Regions from separate parts of the Mus musculus genome. Here regions 1, 2, 3, 4, 6 and 7 are each linked to region 5. A link is a contact called in public ChIA-PET, Hi-C and promoter capture Hi-C data. All regions are on one chromosome and are shown on one strand. Each heading gives the region's core, a stretch centred on a gene start, on an enhancer-like site or on the middle of the called end of the contact. The rest is flanking DNA. Distances are from core to core; before and after follow the strand shown.

The links. Promoter capture Hi-C pulls out the DNA fragments that hold promoters and counts their contacts. A called contact is a pair of places that touch in the nucleus more often than the background predicts. ChIA-PET counts read pairs in DNA pulled down with a chosen protein or histone mark. Capture Hi-C pulls out chosen DNA fragments and counts their contacts.
Region 1: a contact with region 5 is called in an RNA polymerase II ChIA-PET map of memory CD8 T cells, with 26 read pairs. The contact joins the promoter of S1pr2 here to the promoter of Ilf3 in region 5. A contact is called at or near these places in 6 of 39 promoter capture datasets (cranial neural crest, hippocampal neurons, liver and 2 more), 5 of 115 datasets of contacts at active chromatin or transcription factors (astrocytes, bone marrow-derived macrophages, embryonic stem cells and 2 more) and 2 of 9 other capture datasets (adipose tissue and pancreatic islet).
Region 2: a Hi-C map of forebrain shows a contact between it and region 5, with 12 times the contacts expected there. The contact joins the promoter of Mrpl4 here to the promoter of Ilf3 in region 5. A contact is called at or near these places in 2 of 39 promoter capture datasets (neural stem cells and second pharyngeal arch cranial neural crest), 2 of 484 Hi-C or Micro-C datasets (embryonic stem cells and forebrain), 7 of 115 datasets of contacts at active chromatin or transcription factors (the SCID.adh cell line, bone marrow-derived macrophages, effector CD8 T cells and 4 more) and 2 of 9 other capture datasets (adipose tissue and liver).
Region 3: a promoter capture Hi-C map of erythroid cells shows a contact between it and region 5, with 5 times the contacts expected there. The contact joins the promoter of Angptl6 here to the promoter of Ilf3 in region 5. A contact is called at or near these places in 5 of 39 promoter capture datasets (erythroid cells, hippocampal neurons, liver and 1 more), 1 of 484 Hi-C or Micro-C datasets (CD4 T cells), 1 of 115 datasets of contacts at active chromatin or transcription factors (memory CD8 T cells) and 2 of 9 other capture datasets (adipose tissue and liver).
Region 4: a contact with region 5 is called in an RNA polymerase II ChIA-PET map of memory CD8 T cells, with 37 read pairs. The contact joins the promoter of Ldlr here to the promoter of Ilf3 in region 5. A contact is called at or near these places in 1 of 484 Hi-C or Micro-C datasets (embryonic stem cells) and 2 of 115 datasets of contacts at active chromatin or transcription factors (effector CD8 T cells and memory CD8 T cells).
Region 6: a promoter capture Hi-C map of adipose tissue shows a contact between it and region 5. The contact joins the promoter of Fdx2 here to the promoter of Ilf3 in region 5. A contact is called at or near these places in 3 of 39 promoter capture datasets (liver, pre-B cells and second pharyngeal arch cranial neural crest), 1 of 115 datasets of contacts at active chromatin or transcription factors (embryonic stem cells) and 4 of 9 other capture datasets (adipose tissue, liver, macrophages and 1 more).
Region 7: a contact with region 5 is called in a Hi-C map of reprogramming fibroblasts, with 3 times the contacts expected there. The contact joins the promoter of Raver1 here to the promoter of Ilf3 in region 5. A contact is called at or near these places in 4 of 39 promoter capture datasets (cranial neural crest, frontonasal cranial neural crest, liver and 1 more), 2 of 484 Hi-C or Micro-C datasets (CD8 T cells and reprogramming fibroblasts) and 4 of 9 other capture datasets (adipose tissue, liver, macrophages and 1 more).

What each region holds. Positions count from the first base shown.
Region 1 is chr9:20,975,466-20,978,165 of GRCm38.p6, forward strand. It overlaps S1pr2 (sphingosine-1-phosphate receptor 2), which reads right to left and starts at 1,328. Exons shown (of 2, transcript NM_010333.4): 1 at 1,133-1,328.
Region 2 is chr9:21,001,339-21,004,038 of GRCm38.p6, forward strand. Mrpl4 (mitochondrial ribosomal protein L4) reads left to right here and starts at 1,399. Exons shown (of 9, transcript NM_023167.2): 1 at 1,399-1,659; 2 at 1,746-1,812; 3 at 1,916-2,066. The coding sequence starts at 1,603.
Region 3 is chr9:20,878,345-20,881,044 of GRCm38.p6, forward strand. Angptl6 (angiopoietin-like 6) reads right to left here and starts at 1,366. Exons shown (of 6, transcript NM_145154.2): 1 at 1,259-1,366; 2 at 1-259. The coding sequence starts at 250.
Region 4 is chr9:21,722,177-21,724,945 of GRCm38.p6, forward strand. It overlaps Ldlr (low density lipoprotein receptor), which reads left to right and starts at 1,400. Exons shown (of 18, transcript NM_010700.3): 1 at 1,400-1,668. The coding sequence starts at 1,602. It overlaps Gm26511 (a long non-coding RNA gene), which reads right to left and starts at 1,180. Exons shown (of 4, transcript XR_001779098.2): 1 at 1-1,180.
Region 5 is chr9:21,366,549-21,369,248 of GRCm38.p6, forward strand. It overlaps Ilf3 (interleukin enhancer binding factor 3), which reads left to right and starts at 1,323. Exons shown (of 20, transcript NM_001042707.2): 1 at 1,323-1,551. Gm36198 (a long non-coding RNA gene) reads right to left here. Exons shown (of 3, transcript XR_870570.3): 1 at 2,043-2,700; 2 at 1-1,023.
Region 6 is chr9:21,072,159-21,074,858 of GRCm38.p6, forward strand. Fdx2 (ferredoxin 2) reads right to left here and starts at 1,373. Exons shown (of 5, transcript NM_001039824.3): 1 at 1,231-1,373; 2 at 1,106-1,160; 3 at 917-1,023. The coding sequence starts at 1,348. Raver1 (ribonucleoprotein, PTB-binding 1) reads right to left here. Exons shown (of 13, transcript NM_027911.4): 13 at 2,000-2,700. Gm38431 (predicted gene, 38431) reads right to left here. Exons shown (of 17, transcript NR_038081.2): 14 at 1,106-1,160; 15 at 917-1,023.
Region 7 is chr9:21,090,601-21,093,367 of GRCm38.p6, forward strand. It overlaps Raver1 (ribonucleoprotein, PTB-binding 1), which reads right to left and starts at 1,399. Exons shown (of 13, transcript NM_027911.4): 1 at 1,159-1,399. The coding sequence starts at 1,377. It overlaps Gm38431 (predicted gene, 38431), which reads right to left and starts at 1,408. Exons shown (of 17, transcript NR_038081.2): 1 at 1,159-1,408.

The DNA.
Region 1 (2,700 bases), core at 78-2,577, 390 kb before region 5:
ACCCTACCACTATAGGAAGCTGAAGCCGGGCGCGTCTCCTTGGCGACAGTAAGACCCGCCTGGCTCAGGCAGCACTCTCCAGCTCCTTATCAGGCCGAGGAATGCGTGGTATCCACACTCGCTTGCGCTGGGGCGGCGCCATCTCTCTCTCCTGAGACCCCGACACGCGCGCAGGATGTCCCTATCCTGCACAAAGCAACAGGGGGTGGCCACATTTCTGCACCCCACCAGAGGCCCCCCACATCCAGATTCCTGGGGCACTGGAGAGAGTAACTACAGCTACTTCATTCCCTCCCCCCCCCTCAGTGATGCTCCCATGTTGCCCCGCAGGGGACAGTAGGCTCTGCGGGTGTCGCCTCGGGCATCTAACAACAAGGATAGGGACGGGGGTGGGGAGGTGGAAATCCCCGGGTGAGTCAACCCATGCTCTAGAGGGGGGCGAGGTCCCAACGCCGTGTAGCCCGCGACAACGCGGACTCCACGCCACGCGTGCCTTCCTTCACTCCTACGCCCCATCCCTGAGCTAGGAAAAGGAGACACCTGGACTTTGCAGTTAATGTCCCTTTCCTTCGATACAAAGTGATTCTTCCGAAAGAGAGACTGAAAGAGAGGGGCAACTAACTGGAAACTGAGGCAAAAAACTAGTCTCACAGGCGGTGGGGCGACGGCCTTCGCCGGGGACCCCGCCCATGAACTCTGAAAGCTTTCCCCGCTCGCTCGTCCGTAGCACCTTTCATCCTAGCCGGAGACAGAGAAGAAGGGATGCTGCACCTCTCCCCAACAACCTCACTGCCCCAAACCCTGCTTCCTGAGAACCCCCATCCAGTCTTGCAAAGTCTCCAGCTCAAAGCGCTCGGATTCCGCCTTTCTCTTCAGCGCCAACTTCCTGCCCGAAGGAAGGCGGGGAGCTCAGTCTGGGGGTGCGCCACTGAGTAGGTGGCGAGCTGCCTGGAGTAGTGGGCAGGGGCGCATGGTAGATGATCTGTTCCCTCGGTGCAGCAGAGCCTGGAGCAGCGCGTGCAACGCCTGTACGAGCGCCTGACCCCGGACCGGGCCCCCCAGCTGGGATCTCAGGGTCTCCGTGAACCGCGGCCGCCCAGATCGGAACCTCCCCTCTGCCCCGCGCGCTCACCTGGCTAGGCCGGCCGGGGTCCCTGCCCTGGCCTGAGTGGCCTTGGCGTCTGCGCCCCGGGACAGCCAGTGGTTGGTTTTGGAGACTGTTGGCTGTGCTCGGTCTATGTCCCGGAGTTGGGGACCCAGGACAAGAGAGAGGCGGGCAGAGCCGCTGCCTCCGGCCCCAACTCCCTGCTCGCCCCGCCCTCCTCTCCTCCTCTTTCCGGCGGCGACTTGCAATGAATTCCAGATGTGGCCCGCCAGTTAGCCAGGGCGCGCACGGGGGAAGAGCAGGGCCCCTTTGTCCACACCCCCACACACACACTCCTGCCCTGCTCCTCCCAACCCCCACTCGTGAGAACTGCCGTGGCATGATGTCACGGCCGCGTGACGTCACAGCTCTCTTAACCCAGGTGACCTAGTACTGAAACAACTGTATTCCATTTGGCTTAGCGCCAGGCTAATGCTTGGGACCTGGAAATGGAGGAAATCACACTTACCTACTATGTGAGAACTCAGCAATTCAAGATTAAGCACCTACTATGTGTTTCTACAAGAAATAAATTCCTACACTGTATCATACCCAGCCCCCCAAACAGAAGACTTGGTAAGAACTCCCAGATCCAACTGGGCTTTGTGGCACATATGCCTGTCATTCCAGCATCTGCCACCTGGGAGGTGGGAAGATCAGGAGTTCAGGGTCCTCTTAGCAACCTTAAGCCACTGCCTGCTCAAGACCCTTTCTGAAAAACAACAGGCAGGGATGTGGAGGCAGGTGGTTGAGTGTTTGCCTAGCATGCATCCTCAACACTGCAAAAATATGGAATGGTGGCTTGGGCCTCTAATTCCAAACTTGTGAAGTAGAAGCAGGAGGTTTGTTTTAGAGTTCAAGGCCAATCTGGATCACATGATCCTGTTGGCTCCTTCCCTCCAAACAACTCAGGGTGAAAAAAAAATCCAAAATTAGAGTGAGTGACAGAAGGTCAGCTGTCCAGCTCCACTAGGCAGGGAGGGGAAAGGGCTTGTCTGGAAGCCTGACCTGAGGTCAGTCCCTGGAAGCAAAGTTGGCCTCTGACCTCCACAGGGCACACTGGCATTGCTGCACCTACATTCATTCACTGATACATGTACAATAATAATAAATGCATTTAAAAAAGAATAACAAAACCGGGCGTGGTGGTGCACGCCTTTAATCCCAGCACTCGGGAGGCAGAGGCAGGCGAATTTCTGAGTTCAAGGCCAGCCTGGTCTACAGAGTGAGTTCCAGGAGGCTGTGAGTTGTCAGTGGGTAAGGCCTTGCCTGGGACCCACAAGGTGGAAATTGAGAACCAATTCCTGCAAGTTGTCCTGTGACCTCCAAGGCCTGCTGCTGAGGCACATGCACACACCCACGTACATGTACACACCCACGTGCATGCACGCACATGGGTATAAAGTTAAAATTAATAAATTTTTAAAAGGCGCTAAAGAGGTGCCTCTAATGGTCAAGAGCACTTCCTGCTCTTGCAGAGAACAGAATGTCCCAGCACCCACAGACCTGACAACTTCTGAGTCCAGCCCCAGGGGATCTGACCCTTTCAGCCTCAA
Region 2 (2,700 bases), core at 149-2,648, 370 kb before region 5:
AAATAAATAAACCCCATAGGGGCTGGAGAGATGGCTCAGCTGCTAGGGCACCTAAACTGCACAAACATCTTGATCTTTAGCACTAAATAAACCAGCATGGTGGCACATACATATAATCTCAGGACTCTTGAGGTGGGGGGCAGAAGAATCAGAAATTCAGCCGGGCATGGTGGCGCATGCCTTTAATCCCAGCACTCGGGAGGCAGAGGCAGGCGGATTTCTGAGTTCGAAGCCAGCCTGGTCTACAGAGTGAGTTCCAGGACAGCCAGGGCTACACAGAGAAACCCTGTCTCAAAAAAAAAAAAAAAAAAAAAGAATCAGAAATTCAAGGTTACTCTTGACTACACAGAGTTCAAGGCCAGCCAAATCAGACCCCTTCACACACCAAAGAGAGGGGGAGGGAAGATCAGATAAAATTAGATTCACCTGGTCATGTAAGCATAGCGGTGCAGACAACCAGCAATCCAGACCTCCGGAAGCCAGACAGGGAGACTCTGAACTCAAGGTCATCCTTGGCTACACAGAGAAGCCTTGTTTACAAAAGAATAGGATGGCGTTTGAGATGGCTCAGCTGGTTAGGTGGCTTGCCACCAAACTGGATGGCCTGAGTTCTATCCACAGAGTGAAAGGAAATCGCAACTCCCTTGAGTTGTCTTCTTACTTCCACACTCAAACACAAAAATAAATTAAGAAAACTAAAATAGGAGCTGGAGAGATAGCTCTGTGGTTAAGAGCACTGTCTGCTCTTCCCGAGTTCGATTCCCAGCAACCACATGGTGGCTCATAGCCACCTATAATGGGATCTGATGCTCTCTTCAGGCATGCAAACAGAGCACTTATATGTATAAAATAAATAAAATATTTCTTAAAAGTAAAAAATTAAAATACATATATATTGAAAAAGCGAAAAATAGCCACATGACATGGACATGGCACACACCTTTAAAATTTTTTTCTTAATTTCCAGACAGGGTCTCACTCTGAAGTCACTATGTACTATATAGACCAGGCTGGCCTCGAATTGCAGTGTTGCTTCTGAGTGCTAGAATTAAAATCATGCAACACCACGGCCCAGCCCAGCACACATCTTTAGTCTCAGTACTCAGGAATCAGAATCATGTGGATCTCTCTGAGTTCGAGGTCGCCCTGCGCTGCATAGGGTGAGTCAGGAGTGAGACCCTTACTCTAAAAGACAAAAGTCAATTCATATCAATAATGGTAAAGGGAGAGAAAGACACAGGAAAAAAATGTAGGCAAAATACGCAGTGTAGCAGGAGGCTCATCCACGTTCAATAAAAAAGATAAACGCTTATTAGCCAGGTACCGCCCAGGTATGGGCGGACCCTCCATCAATACTTGAGGTTCATTGGTTAAAAGAGAACCGCGTCTCTGGGGTTTGCTTCCCGGCACCCGGCTCTGGCTCTCCGGTGTCGGGGCTTCCGGCTGTCAAGTGGAGCTGATCCACAGCCTCAGGCTTCGGGACCTGGCGCTGATGGCGGCGGAATCGCCTTCGTGACGTACCCGGCGCACATACGACGTCATCAGCCACCGCCGCGAGCGTCCGTACCGCAGCGACCTCGGCGCTGCGAGAGGTCCTCCGAGATGCTGCGGTTGTTCCAGGCCGCTTCCCGGGCCTCGCTTCGACTCTCTGGCTCCCGGGTAGGGCACTGAGCTGAGGTCAAGGCCGGAGGTCAAAGGTTGAGAACCTCCGAGAGCACCTCTAACTCCCGCCTGTCATTTTCCAGGTCATCCACTCTCTAGCGGAAGGCGCGGAGCGGCCGGCCGAGATTTCAGAGCCGCGAGATAGCGCTGGTGAGACGACCGGGACCTTGACACACAGAGTGGGGGGAGATAGCACAGAAGGTACTGAGCTTTGATCCTGACCCTTGACCGCTCATTTGTCACCCCCCGCCAGGTCTCCTAGATCCTGTTTTGCGCAAGTGTGAGCTCCGGATCCCAGTGCACCGGCGTCCGGTGCAAGCCTGGGTCGAGTCTCTCCGAGGCTTTGAGCAGGAGCGCATCGGCCTGGCGGAGCTGCACCCCGACGTGTTTGCAACGGCGCCTCGGTGAGTGCAGGGTGCAATGGGAGGAACTTGCCGTGGTTTCTCCACTTGACAAAAGGGGTGATCAGTTTCGCTGCTACAGGGCTGGAAGGCGAATGACTCAACCCTGCTGTCACCCTGACCTATTACATCCTGCCTTGCTCTCTTGTGCTTGGGTCTCCGTTTTGTCAGACCTCAAGAAGTTAGGTGACAGCCGGGTGGTGGTGGCTCATGCCTTTAATCCCAGCACTTGGGAGATAGAGGCAGGCAGATTTCTGAGTTCGAGGCCAGCCTGGTCTACAAAGTGAGTTCCAGGACAGCCAGGGCTACACAGAGAAACCCTGTCTCAAAAAACAAAAACAAAAACAACAACAACAACAACAACAAAAGAAGTTGTGTGACGACTAGGTAGATTAATCCACAACAGAGAAAATTCTCTAGAAGTGTTTTTTATTAGGGCTGGAGGTGTGCACTGTTAGAGGGCTTGCCTGCATGCACCTTGTCCTGGGTTCCCTTCTATAGCATACACATGTCCTGGTAACCCACACCTCTAACCCCACCAGCACTGTAGAGGTGGAAATAAGAGAATCAAGAAATTAATGGTCAAGGTTGCATAGTGAGTTCCAGACCAGTCTGGGCTACATGACACCATAAGTAA
Region 3 (2,700 bases), core at 116-2,615, 490 kb before region 5:
CGTCCGCGAGCGCACCACCCTCCGCCGCACGCCTTTGCAGCGCGCGCAGCAGCTCCTCGTGGCGACCCAGGCGCATGCGCAGCGTGGCCAGTTCGCTGTCTTGGGTGGCTTCTGAGCTCCTGCAGACGGCGCTAGTTGCCTTCTGCGGGGACAAAACTAGGGTGACGCGGCAACGCGCGGCACCTCCGAGCGCCCTCCAAGCGCCCAGCAGAAGCAGCAGTTGCAGCTTGCGTAGCCTGGCGGTCCCCATGGCCGTCACCTGCAGTGAAGAGGAAAGAGACTACTGTTTTAGCCTAGACGGGTCCCAAAGCTCCAAGGTAGCCAAGGAGAGCTAAAGTATTGATCCCTGGGCGTCACTTCCTACGGTTGTACTCCACAACAGAGCTGGGCTGCAGCTCGCAGCGCAGATTGTCCGTTTACCACAGTTCATACAACAACCAGAATCATTTTACACCCCAAATCCCTCTCCATCCTCGGTTCCGGACACTTGGACCTGGTCACCTCTCCCCTCAGAACCTTCGGTGGCCCCCACTTAAAGAGAAAACTTCCATTTTGCGTGGGGGGCGGGGCGTGCAGGGGATGGAACATCCATCACTCATGCTGGGCCCCTCTTTTCTAATTTGAGACATGGTGTCACTAGTAGCCCAGTCTGTTACCGAACTAGGTTAGGATGCTACTGCCTGGGCCTCTTCATCCCTAGATGGCTTGTGTGTGCCACCATACCAGGTTAATATTCGTGACTCCCCACTCCTGCCCTGCAGAATTCACACCCAGGGCCCTATGCCACCACTCCCAGGCACTCGGGCACACACTTGGACCTGCTCAGAAGAAACCACAAGTGCAAAGGTCCTGGAATTGGATCTCATTTCAGATGTGCTGAAAAGAAGACATAGCAAAGAGGCCTGTGGGGTGGCATAGAAGGGAAGTGAGAGAGCCGTGGAAACTTCTGAGCTAGAGGCAAGGTACATCAACTACAGTGGCTGCTCATCAGGCGTCAGCTCCCAAGCACTGGGCAGTCTTGGGCACATGTGGCCGCCTTCGTTGGCAAGCTTGGAGTAAATGAGAGACCTGGGAGCCTCCCTGTGCCCCCCCACACACAACGTATACACACACACACACACATACACATACATACATACGCACATACATATACATGCACATACATAGACAACATACATACACACCCGTACACACACAATCAAGACCAGATGCACTCTACAAACAGCATCTACCTACATCCACTCCTACCCACTCTCACCTCTCACAGCCCAGACGCTGGCTCCAGTGAGGTTTGCGGCAATTCCACAAAATCTGAGGAAGGCCTGAAGGACCAGGACGAAGGACCGGGAGTCCTTCTGGGTGAGTATCTGGGTGCAGGAGACTGAAAAGACAGAAGCCGAGAGAAGACTTGGAAACCACCCATCCCCCAGAGCATGGATGGAGCCTGGGAGCACAGCAAGTGTAAATATTTAGTATTTCCAGTGTGAGAACCCTGGGCAGAATAGCCAGATCCCCTTGCCCAGGCCTCCGGAGCATGATAACAGAGGCCACTGCCCTACGAGTCTCTTCCTTTCTCTCAGGCTCACAGAGCATGGGAGGCCCTAGGCCCTGGTAGACTTGTGGGCTCCAGACTCAGACAACCATGACAATGATGATGTATCAGTGAGTACCCTGATGCCTGGCGCTGGGGACACCCTTAAAGGGGTAAAACTTTCTCATTTAACCCCAGCAGCCAGTAGAGGTGTGAGCCCCTGCCTAGAATCCCCCAGTGAGGGGCTGGGGGTGTAGCTCAGTAGTAGGACACTTACAAAGTCCTTGGTACCCAATATTGCCAGAAGAAACAAAACCTTAGGATGTGGTAGCACAGACTTAATCACAGTACCTGGGAGGCAGCAGCAGTTGGAGCTCTGTGAGTTCCAAGCCAGCCAGTGAGCCCCTGTCTTAAAAGGGAGTGGGAGTGGGTGTTAGATCGGAACTGATGAAGGCAACATGGAAATAAAAGCCAGCATCAGCTCAACAGAGCAGGCAGTCCTTTACTAGAGAAATGGAGATTGTACGAGGGGCAGGGGGCTTGGAATGTTAGAGGACACAAAAGGGAACATTGCGGAGGAAGATTTTATCTGAGGGTTGTTTTATGTTGACTTATTAGTCGTTAGTCTTCTCCTGGCTCCTGCCTGCAGATGCTCTCATTACTATGTTGGCTTTCTTGTCAGACAAGATGTTTCTGTCCATATGCTACCCAGCAAGTTTTGGAGCTGTCCGAGGCTCTTTGCTTTAGATCCTTGTCTTAGTCATGGTTCTTCTGCTGTGAAGAGACACCATGACCAACTTATACAAGAAAGCATTTAATTGGGGGCCTGGTTACAGTTTCAGAGGGTGAGTCTATAACCATTATGACAGGGAGCATGGCAGCAGACAGACAGATAGACAAACATGATCCTGGAGCAGTAGCTGAGAGCTTGCATGCTACACATAAGCAGGAAGCAGAGGAGTGACCTTTTTGTTTGGCTTCAGACCCTGGGACAGGGGACAGTGTGTGTGTGTGCACACACACACGCGAGCATGCACATGTTTTGCATACCAAAGCAGACCTGGCTTCTTTTTTTTTCTTTCTTTCTTTTTTGTTTCTTTGGTTTTTCAAGACAGGGTTTCTCTGTGTAGCCCTGGCTGTCCTGGAACTCACTTTGTAGACCAGGCTGG
Region 4 (2,769 bases), core at 150-2,649, 360 kb after region 5:
ACATCAGGTCAGTCCTGGCTGCATGCACTAAGCCAACACACTAGCCCTGGTTTGTTCTGCAGGGAGCTAGGCAGGGACAGAATCTGAGTCCCTTTTAGAAAATCCCTAAGCCTTTGATTCATCAAAACTTCTCTATCCATGGCAGACAGCCTTCTGGTTTAGCCATCCAGTGTCAAGAGGGGAAAAAGGCCACATGTGGTTGGTTTTGCTTCGAGGGAAGAGATGCCCTTCTGTGTGTTCAACTCCTTGTAACAGGATAAAGCGGTACCAGCAGGTGCCTAAGGAAATAAACCAAAAATCAACATTTCTGTCAACACAGGAAGGAACCCATTGATTCTCAGATGAATTATTTAAAATAATTTCAACTTTAGCTTTGAAACAGGGTCTCTTGACAGGTGGTAGTGGGGTGGTAGTAAACACTCAACATTTAATCCCAGCACTCAGGAGTTAGAGGCAGGCAGATCTCTGAGTTCTAGGCCAGCCTGGTCTACAGAGTCCAGGACAACCAGGGCTACACAGAGAAACCTTGTCTTGAAAAACAAAACAAACAGAAACAGAAACAAAACAAAAGAAGAAAAGGAAAGAAAAGAAAGAAAGAAGGAAAGAAGAGGAGGAGGAAACAGAATCTGTGTAGCCCAGGCTAGTCTGGAACTTGCTGTCCAGACCAGTTTGGACTTTGCTCACAGAGATCTGCCTGCCTTCTTCCTAGTTTCAGTGTTACCATATCTTGCTATGGAATTCTTCCATTAATAATTATAATTATTCTAACTACTGGGTCCTACCCCCCAAACCAAGTAATGTTTCTTCTTTCTAATTAATTAATTAGTACAGGGGAGTGTGTGTGGAAGTTAGAGGACAATTTGCTGGAGTTGGTTCTGGTTCTCTCTCCTTCCAGTATGTGGATCCCTGGGATCAAACTCAGGTCTTCAGGCTTGCACCCTCACCCACTGAGCCAACTCGCTCACCCGCACACGCCGCCGCGTTTTATATACATTTCTCGCTGAGTGTTTGTGTTTATGGACGGATCCAGATAAAACCTGCAACTGTACTTGGGTCAGAAATCTATGTGCCCATTCCTAGACAGGAAAGCAAACTTGCTGCAAGAAGTGTAGGGGTCGGGGGTGGGAGGGGGCTTCGCATACTTCTGTTTTGCTTTGGAGGTGGAAAGGAAAGCGTCAGAAGGCGACCCAGGGTGTGGAAGGGCGTGGGTCGTCCCTTGAACACTCAAACAGCAACGCGGGCGGCTAAGTGTCCGGGAAGCGGTGAAATTCTGTGGGAGGAATTTGAGGAACTTCCCACTGCTGCGGGAGCTTCAGGGGTTAAAAGAGACGATGTCACATCGGCCGTTCCAAGCTCCTCCCCGCTCAGTGAGGTGAAGATTTTTGAAAATCACCCCATTGCAGACTCCTCCCCCGCCTGGAAACCTCGCCCCTAGTACTGGGAATGACTCTGGGCGTGCGGCGTAGTTTGCAGCCGGGACACCGTGAGGCTTGCGAGCCCAGATTCGCAGCCGAGACACCGTGGGGCCCGCGATCCAGTGTTTGCAGCGGGAACATTTCGGGGTCTGTGATCCGAGTGAGGACGCAACGCAGAAGCTAAGGATGAGCACCGCGGATCTGATGCGTCGCTGGGTCATCGCCCTGCTCCTGGCTGCTGCCGGAGTTGCAGGTAAGGCTTTGCGCCAGGAGCCTGCCCGGGGTCAGGGGCAGCCGTCCTGAACTCGGAGAGCCCCGAGTGGTTTTATTTTTGGTCGAGAAATACAACCATTCGTGCGAACTTGATGTGATGTCCTTCCCACGTGGCTGGAGGGAAGTGTTTTGGAAATAGGGTGCCAGAGCTGTAGGGGGTCAGAGTGGGTTTGGGGAGTCCGGTGGGTGCTCTCCCAAGTCAGAGGTGTCTTTCAGAGCTATGTGTGAGGGAATCCAAGAGGAGGGGTCCCATCATTCGTTTTAAGGGCTGGGGAGACCCAGGCCCAGCTGTTCAACTTTGGGGTCGCTAGTCGTAGTTACAGGACTTGGGGGTCTCCACACTGCACTCAAACCCGGCTACTGCCGCGTGCCCCAAAACTCCGCCCTAACCCCACCTCCCACCGCACCCCCGAGCTCCTATTGGGTGCAGCCGGAACAGGCGAGCCTCGAGCCACTCCCCTCGCCCAATGGAGGAAGAGGATGATGTTCAGGGGCGTGGCTTGCACGACCCTCCCGGGTGGGGTGGGGCTACACATCCGGGCCGGCTGGGTCCTCCTTGTGAGCCTTCAGTCCCTACCTTGTCCCTACTTCCCTGGTTTGGTGCAGATGTGCCTCAGGCAACCCAGACACCCGTAGCTGAGACCATCAGGCAGGGAGGGCCAGGGACCTGGCAAAGACTTTTGCAGGCCTGGTTCGTTCCCACTCTCTGAACGTGTAGGATTGGACAGATCCATAAAGTGGACTTTAGTTTTAGGAGAGGCGTTGGAATTTGGACAGGAAGGGAGATGGTGTTACAATCTCACCAACAACTTCTTTGCAGCACTGGGAAAAGTGCTCCACCTCTCCCTCACTTTATAGACAGGGTCTCATGTAGCCTAGGCTGGCCTATAAGTCACTGTGTAGTCTCTAGCCCCTAATTCTCCTGCCTCAGCTCGGGAGTGTTGGGATGACAGGCATGTGCCACCATGCCTGGATTTGGGGACACCATGGATAGAACCAGGGTCCATGAATGCCTGGGTTACTGCTTTTCTTGCAGTCAGCCTGGCTGGCCAAGAACATTTTAATTGCTTTTTCCTCCTCA
Region 5 (2,700 bases), core at 73-2,572:
ACTCTCTTCTGACTTTCAGTGGACCCTGGCACATATGTGATGCACAGACACAACCTGTTGCAGACATACACGCAGTCAAAACACTAAACACATTAAAAAAAGGAATTAAAAATCCATCTGAAAACCCTCAGGCAAACCGTATTAACCATGTCTACCACTTGGCGGCGCTGTTAGAACAGGTGTGTCATTTAGAGCGTATTCCAGATCAGAAGCACCTCAGGTCTCCTACAAATGGGTTCATTTAGAACTTTTTCCTCAAGTTCAGACTTTGGTGAGGTAGGTCTCTAAAACCTAGGAAGGAAGAAAAAAAGCCAGACACCAACTCTGATAGCAGCAATAAATCCCTATAGATGGACACCAGATATGAAGAGCTCCGGACCTGGGAGTTTGAGAGCTTTGTTCTGTTCATCCTTGCCTGGAATTTGCCTGTTTTGTGTGTGTGGTACGGGGGTCTGACCCACGGCCTCCTATGCTAAGGACTCTTTTTCTTTTTTTTTTTTTTCGAGACAGGGTTTCTCTGTGTAGCCCTAGCTGTCCTGGAACTCACTTTGTAGACCAGGCTGGCCTCGAACTCAGAAATCCTCCTGCCTCTGCCTCCCAAGTGCTAGGATTAAGGCCTGCGCTACGGCTGCCCGGCGCTAAGCACTCTTAACACAGGGGCAATCTATTAAACCCTCAGTTGCCTAGTGACATGGTCTTATTTGTAATCTAGCGATATCAAAGTGGAGGCAGAATCTTCGAGTTTAAAGCCAGTGTGGGTAAAATAGCAAAACTGTATCTCAAAAATACAAAAATGAGGAACGGTGAGATGGCTCAGCAGCCTGACAGCGTGAGTAGGAGCCCTGGACCAGTGTTGACAACCGCATGTGCCAGTCTTTCAATGCAGTGTGGATCAAGGTACGGAGACTGACTTCGAATCATGGCGCACGCGCACTCCCAGGAACGCACACGAACTGGAGTCGTCAGAAGGGCCCACCCCTGCTCCATTGCGTCACGTGATAACGGTCGCTCGGAAAAAACCGCCTTTGGAAAAAACAAACGAAATGGATGGGCTCCCGTCAGGTGATTCGGGTCTACCAATAGTGAAAACGAGTCAAGAAACAACAAGAAAGGCCTGTCACGTGATGGAAGCGAAGCCAACCACGGTCACGTGGCCGACCAAACCCGTGAGAGAACTGGCCCGACGTTGACGTCACGCCAACAGACCCAGTCGCTAAGTCAACGTCACGTGATGTGCCCTCCCCCGCCCCTTTCGTCTCACCCGCCTACTGGGGGTTGGGCCTAGGTGGATCGCCCACGTGATGCGGGGGCGGGCCGCTGCCAGTCACGTGGCCCTGCACCTCCCCGGCGCGCGCCCGCCCGCCCGCTCGCTCGCCCCCGGTCCCCGGCTCCTCCTCCTCCTTTTCTCGCCATTGCAGTTGGGACTGAAGCAGCCCCGGCGAAAACCGCGTGGCTTTTTTTTTTTTTTTTGAGGGGGGTTGTGAAGACTCCGGAAGGCTCGTGGCAGGAGGGCGGCGGCGCCTGAAGGCGAAGGACGGGAACACCGGCAAGGTAAGTGGCAATGTGGCGTCTCCCGCCTCCGCCCCTCCCCCCTCCCGTTCTCCCACTTGTCAGCGATGGCTGGGCCAAGAGGACGCTAGTGACAGGTCTGTTGCCATCCCGCCGACCCTCCCCTTCGCTCGGCTCTTCCATCTCTCAGCGTCTCGCTCCTTCCTCCTCCGGCCTCGCTCCCGCGCTTGGCCGTTACTCTTCCCCCATTGTGCCGAGGAAACAAAATGGCGGAGGCAGTGCCCCCGTGCGCGCGCATCCATTCTCCCCCCTTCGTGGCCCCCTCGGCCCAGGCCTGGGCGCTGCCCCCGGGGGGTGCGCACGCACTGTGGTACTCTCCCCTCTCCACGGGCCGCTTACTTTCCCCCAGCCCGAGCTTTTGTCTGTTGCTTTGGCCTCGCGCACGCGCGCACGTGTTGGAGCACACACCCCCTCATATCTAGAGCATCCCAGCCGGCGCAGAAGGGAAAATCTCCTTCCTTTACCCGCTTTACCTCTTTGTTCAGGTACATCCCTGGCTTCTAGGAGGATGCCAGGTTCATCCCAGTTCCTATGGCGGGAAACATGTCTTCTTTGTCCTGAACACGGTCCTGAACAGGGTCCCTGGAAAAGGAGACATGTAGGACTTCTTTCGTGGTTCTCCCTCAGGTTTCTGTGGGTGGGATACTCTGCTGGTTGATTATAGAGTTCTACCACTATTCTACGAGTGGTAGCTAGTGCAGTCACTCAGCCTGCGAAATGAAGTGTGAGGAACAGCAGCAAAGGAGAAAGGCCACTGCAGGTACCACTGCTCTTGTCCAGTAGAGCTGAGAGGTCTTTGACCCTTAGCTGACATGTTGTGGTAGCTCCTGGTTGCTGAGGTATGTGAATGGGATCTGCAGGCCCTAGTTTTGTTTTGTTTTTTTGATTTTTCGAGATAGAGTTTCTCTGTATAGCCCTGGCTGTCCTGGAACTCACTTTGTAGACCAGGCTGTCCTGGAACTCAGAAATCCGCCTGCCTCTGCCTCCCAAGCGCTGGGATTAAAGGCGTGCGCCACCACGCCCGGCAGACCCTAGATATTTTGGCTGTCTAGAAGTCTGCAGTCCAGATTGGAGGCTGGTGATTAGTGCCAGGCTGGCCTTGGCAAAGCTGGGCGCTGTATCAGTCTCTCT
Region 6 (2,700 bases), core at 123-2,622, 290 kb before region 5:
CAGCGGCAGCACTAGAGAATGGGGGGTCAACATGGAGAATCCACAATTTCCAAGAGAGCACAGATTCTAGCAGCTCAGTAAGGGCTGCTCCAAAACCTAGTTTTATTTTAGTGTTAATTTAAAGAAAGATTTTTAAGTGTTTCCATGTGTCTCTGTGTGGGTTGTGCATGTGAGTAGGTGCCATGGAGGTGAGGTAGTGTGCCCGGCACTACTGGTACAGAAGGCTGTGAATTGCCTGGCACAGAGCTGGTGGTAGGAAGAGAACACAGGTCTTCTCACAAGCCGTCTGCAGTCTTCAGCACTGGCGACCTTTCCAGTTTCATTATTGCCATCTTACTGGCGTTAGCGCAAAGGTGGTAAAACAGTAGAGACAACCTGTATTCTCAGAACTGAGAAAGCTAAGGCAGTATGATCAGCCAGCAGGTTTAAGGGTAAGTCAGAGACTCTGTCTTAACCATTTTGGCACTAAAGAGGTGGAGGCAGGGGCATCACTATTGTGAGTTTGAGCCTAGCCTGGTTATATAGCTGATTTCAGAACAGCCTGAATAACATGGACTCCATCTCAGTTCTTCCCATCCCACCTATTTGGTGATATGGTAGGCAGCACATGCCTGTAGTCTCAGGACTCAGGAAGTGGAGGCAGTAGGTTCACTGCAATGAGTTGGAGGCTAGCCGGGATTACATACTTAAGTTCCTGGACAGCCTGATTCACAGAGTGAGATCGGACCCACCCATACACCACCTAAACAAAAGTATTGGATTGTGGTAGTGCACACCAGGTCCCAGGAGGGTCAGCAGTTCAAAGTCATCCTCTGATACATAGTAAGTTCGAGGCGAGCCTGAGCTATAGGAAACCTCTCAAAATTACAAAAAGGTATAAGAATGCCAAGGATCTCCCTAGTTTCATATGACCTACCTTCCAGGTCCACCCCGTGGCGCTGGGCCAGGTATAGAACATTGTCCCCGACTTTGCCCCTCACCGGGATCCGCTTGCCAGAGCGGTCCACGAACACCACGTTGACCCTGGGGACAAACAGGGTGCAGGTGCTGAGCCGGAGGCAGGGAGTGGCAGGGAGGGGCAGGGCGTGGCACGAGGGGCACTCACACGTCCCGGGGCAGCTCCGGGCTGTCCGCCGCCTCCTCGCCAGCACGCCGCTCGCCTGGAAACACACGAGTGGGTGAGCGGCTGCGGCCTCGCTGCACGCCGCGGCTCGGCCCAGCCCTATGTACCTGTAGTCCCGAACGTCCTAGATGTTACCGCCGCGTGCCCGGCCCTGGGTCCCCAAGATCCCCCGGCCGCCCGTAACAGGACCCGGGCGCTCACGCCCCGGGCCATGGAGGCGGCCATGATAGGCCACGTGACCGGAAGACCTAGCATGCTCTGCGCGTCCTCAGCGACAGTAAACGCAGCGTTTGGGCGCCGTGTGAGGTCAAAGGTGATGCACTGGGATCTAGCTGGACTTCCGGCCTCGCCCTGTGGTTGGATATTTCTTCCCTTAGGTCGTACTGTATGTGTTCTGCTTATATGTACGTATGTGCACCAAGTGGGTGCCTATGGAGCCCAGAAGAGTTGATGGGTAGTGTGGGGCTGGGAACTAAAACTACGTTCGGCAATTGGGACCAACCTCTGAGTTCTCTAATTTTTAGACAGGATCCCCTAGTCTGGCCTTGATCTCCGAATTCCTTTGCTGGAATTACCGGTTATGTGCAACCAGTATTTAAATTTTGTTTGAGACAGAATCTCTATAGACTGAGAAATTCTTAAGTCTCTAAGCAATTCATATAGACCAGGCTGGCCTCCAAGCCCAACTTAAATTTTTAGGGATTGTGTGTATGAGCCCATCCGTGACATGTGTGTAGGTCAGTGGTCAATCTGCGGGAGTCAGTTCTCTCCTTCCACCATTTGGGGCAGAGGGATAAAACTCAGGCTGTCTGTGTTACCAGAATTCTGAGCTAGTTTGCTGGCCCATGGTTTATATCAAGAACCAGCCAGCTCTGATTTTTTTTTTAAAACCGTTTACTTACAAACTTTAATTCAGCAAAGGTCTATGCAGGGGGTGGGGGTGGGGTGAGGGGGTGAGATACACCCACTGGAGTGGGTTTGGGTTATCATGTTTGGGGAGGGAGGCTGGTGGTGGCTCAGCTGGCTAAGGGCAGAGCCCCTAGGTCCCCCTCACATGGACAGAGAGGAGGCCTGCTCCAGTGATCCAGCCTGGGGATGGTAATGACCTGGGTTTGAAAGAACATGGTAGAGGCCCAGTGGCCTGGGTACAATGGTCACCTTTCACAGACAGCAGGGGAGACTGTTGAAGCCAGCAGAAAATACTGGTCTCTGCATCCAGGCTTTGGGCAAAAGGGGTGGTTTGCCAAGATCAAGGCTTTAGCCTTCTGTCCACAGGGCAGACACCTGGAGAAAGGATGAACCCTAGGCCAGAGCTCTTTGGTCCTGAGCGGAGCTTTTGGAGCTCCGCATCTGTGAGGCTCTGACCCAGCAGGACCTGTGGCCCAACTTTAAGGCATCAGAAGGCAAGGATACTGGGGCAGGGGCTGGAGATCTTGGGGCTTAGGGTACTGGCCAGAATAGGCAGGCAGGGGCATGAGACAGCTATACCTGCAGCAGATGACTGGGAAGAGAATAGGGTTAAGCTGTTGGAACCTGCACATGTGGAATAGAGCCTGGGCAGGCCAGACCCTGAAGGA
Region 7 (2,767 bases), core at 149-2,648, 280 kb before region 5:
TAAGAAGTGAAACACACAAACTATCATGACAACAGGGGGCATGCTACCCAGGGGTACCTGGCCAGGGCTGTCATGACAACAGGGGGCATGCTACCTGACCAGGGACCCCACTCACTTATCTGACCCTACACTGTGTGGGTGCAGGGGCCACCCAAACTCCCTCATGTTGACAGGGCTGCTGTTTTGAATGCTGGCTTCCAGGGCAAGTTGCCTGGCTTCCTTGCACCAAATGACCTGTGTATGAGCCCAAGGAGATAGGGCTGGCAGTTCCAGATATGCAGGACACCATGCACACAAGTGTCTATTCCTTGTCTGGTCCTTTATTGTGTTCCCCAACACCTCTGCAGCTTCACTAGCCATGTGCCTATAGAGCAGGGGGTACTAGGGTGAGCCAGTGAGCAGACAATTTAGCAGCAATCAGAAAGGGCCTATCCCACCACCACCGGGCAGGGCAACAGAGATACCACTTTCTTGGGTCCAAAGAGCATTGCACACCCTGCTCTACATGGGTTCCCAATAGAAGGGCAGTCCCGGCAGACAAGATTAGCCACAGGGAAGTGCCACAGAATACAACCCCCGCCCCCCACCGCGGCATGTTCATGTCGAAAGGAGACTTCATTTTCCCAAATCAATTCTAGTAGGCATTGAGGGATGCAGCTCCAACTTCCGGGTCTACCTCTAAAAGGTGTCGATTATGCTTGATAAGAAAAGCCATGCTCTTAATTCTGAAACTTCCAGATTTGAGCTCCTGTCACCCGAAGGCAGAGGAGGGAAACAACCCTCTGAATATGCATGGGTCAGTTGGAATCTATTTCAATCAATCTATTCACAGTCTCCCGTACATATTTCAGCAGGGCCACAGCTGCCTGCCCCTTCCAACTACCTGCAACCTTCAACCACTTGGCCTCTCCCAAGTCCGATGGTCGCCCCTAGCAACGTCGACCAGCACTTTAAAGTGTTTTCTTTTTTTTCTTTTTCCTAACCATGCCCTTTCCACTTCGTTCTTAATGTTTCACGACCCTGGGAGAGGATATGACACTGGGGAGAGCCCCCACTCACAGCAGCGTTGGTACCGCCCGGTTTCCACCCCCCCGCCCGCGTGCGCGCGCACGCGCACCGTGGTGTTTCCCGCCACGCTCTCACCCCCACCCCCCATACCTGGTTGGTCACGTCCCCCGGGAGGCCTCGGATCAGTATCTTGCGGCGGTTACGGAACTGGCGCTCAGTGTGTTCCAGGCGTTTCCGGATCTCTTCCGGATCGAGCGGCGGCAACTCTTGTTCGGGCGCCCGGCGATCGACGGTCTCGGGAGTTTCCGCTTCGGCCTCCGCCTCTGGGCTCAGCGGCGGCCGGTGAGTAACGGACACGTCGGCCGCCATCTTGGGAAACCCGGCGCCTTCTGGGACCAGCGAGCTCAGGGCGGAGCGACATAGAGCGGCAAGGAGGTCGCGTGTAGTGATTGGTTGGTGGAAGCCCCGCCTCTCTCCCGGCCCCTTTCAGCGTATTGGCTAGAACCAGCCCCGCGAGCGTTGCCCCCTTCCCCTGACTCTGGGCCATTGAATAAAAGGGCGGAGCTGCAACATGGAGCCGCCTTACAAGGCAGGATTGAGAATAGGCAGGCGTGAATCCCTAACACCGCCTTAAGAGTTGGTCAGGTGCACACACCTGTAATCTAAGCCCTTTAGAGGGGAAGGCAGATCTTATGATGTCATCCACAGTTACAACGGAAATCAAATTCATGAGGATCCTGTCTCAAAAGAGAAAATGAAACGACAGACAAAAATTAGGTGTACTGATGTACGCATGCAATTCCAGCACTTTAGAAATGGAAGCTGCCAGGCAGTGATGGCGCACGCCTTAAATCCCAGCACTTGGGAGGCAGAAGTAGGTGGATTTCTGAGTTCGAGGCCAGCCTGGTCTACAGAGTGAGTTCCAGGACAGCCAGGGCTACACAGAGACATCCTGTCTCGAAAAACCAAAATGGAAGCTGCAGGACTTGAAGTTCAAAGTCATTCCCTACTATACAACTCAAGTTTGAGATAAACCTGATTCAAAAAAGAAAAACAAACAACCAAATAACAACGACAAATGCTGGCATTATTTTCAGCACTCTGAAGGCCTAAGCAGCCTGGTCTACATAGTAAGTCAGGGTTTCAAAAAACAAAGAAAAAAAGGACTAACTGCTAAGCATGGCAACCCCTGAGTTTCATTTCCAGCAGACTTGGTAGGGGTAGTAGAGATAGACAGCACAGGAAGCAAAAAGTTAAACAGGAGCTGGGGAAGGAACTGGCAAAAGACACAAGGAAGAAAAGATCAGCAGTTTATAATGACAGACATGGATCTCTCTAGCACCAGAAAACTACTTTCAGGAGTCTATGGGCAAGTGCTAATGTGTGTGTGTGTTTGTCTTTCATGACAGGGTTTCTCTGTGGCTGTCCTGGAATAACTTACTCTGTAGACTAGGCTGGCCTTGAACTCACAGAGATCCACCTGCCTCTGCCTCCAGAGAGCTGGGATTAAAGGTGTGCACTATCATGCTGAAAGTTTTATTTTAAAGATTTATTTTTATATTTTTTAATGTGAGTACATTTAATGTGTGTCACTCTCTTCAGACACACCAGAAGACGGCATCGGATCTCATTACAGATGGTTGGGAGCCACCATGTGGTTGCTGGGAATTGAACTCAGGACCTCTGGAAGAGCAGTCAGTGCTCTTAACCACTGAGCCATCTCTCCAGCCCTTGAAGGTTTTATTGATCTGGAACTTGA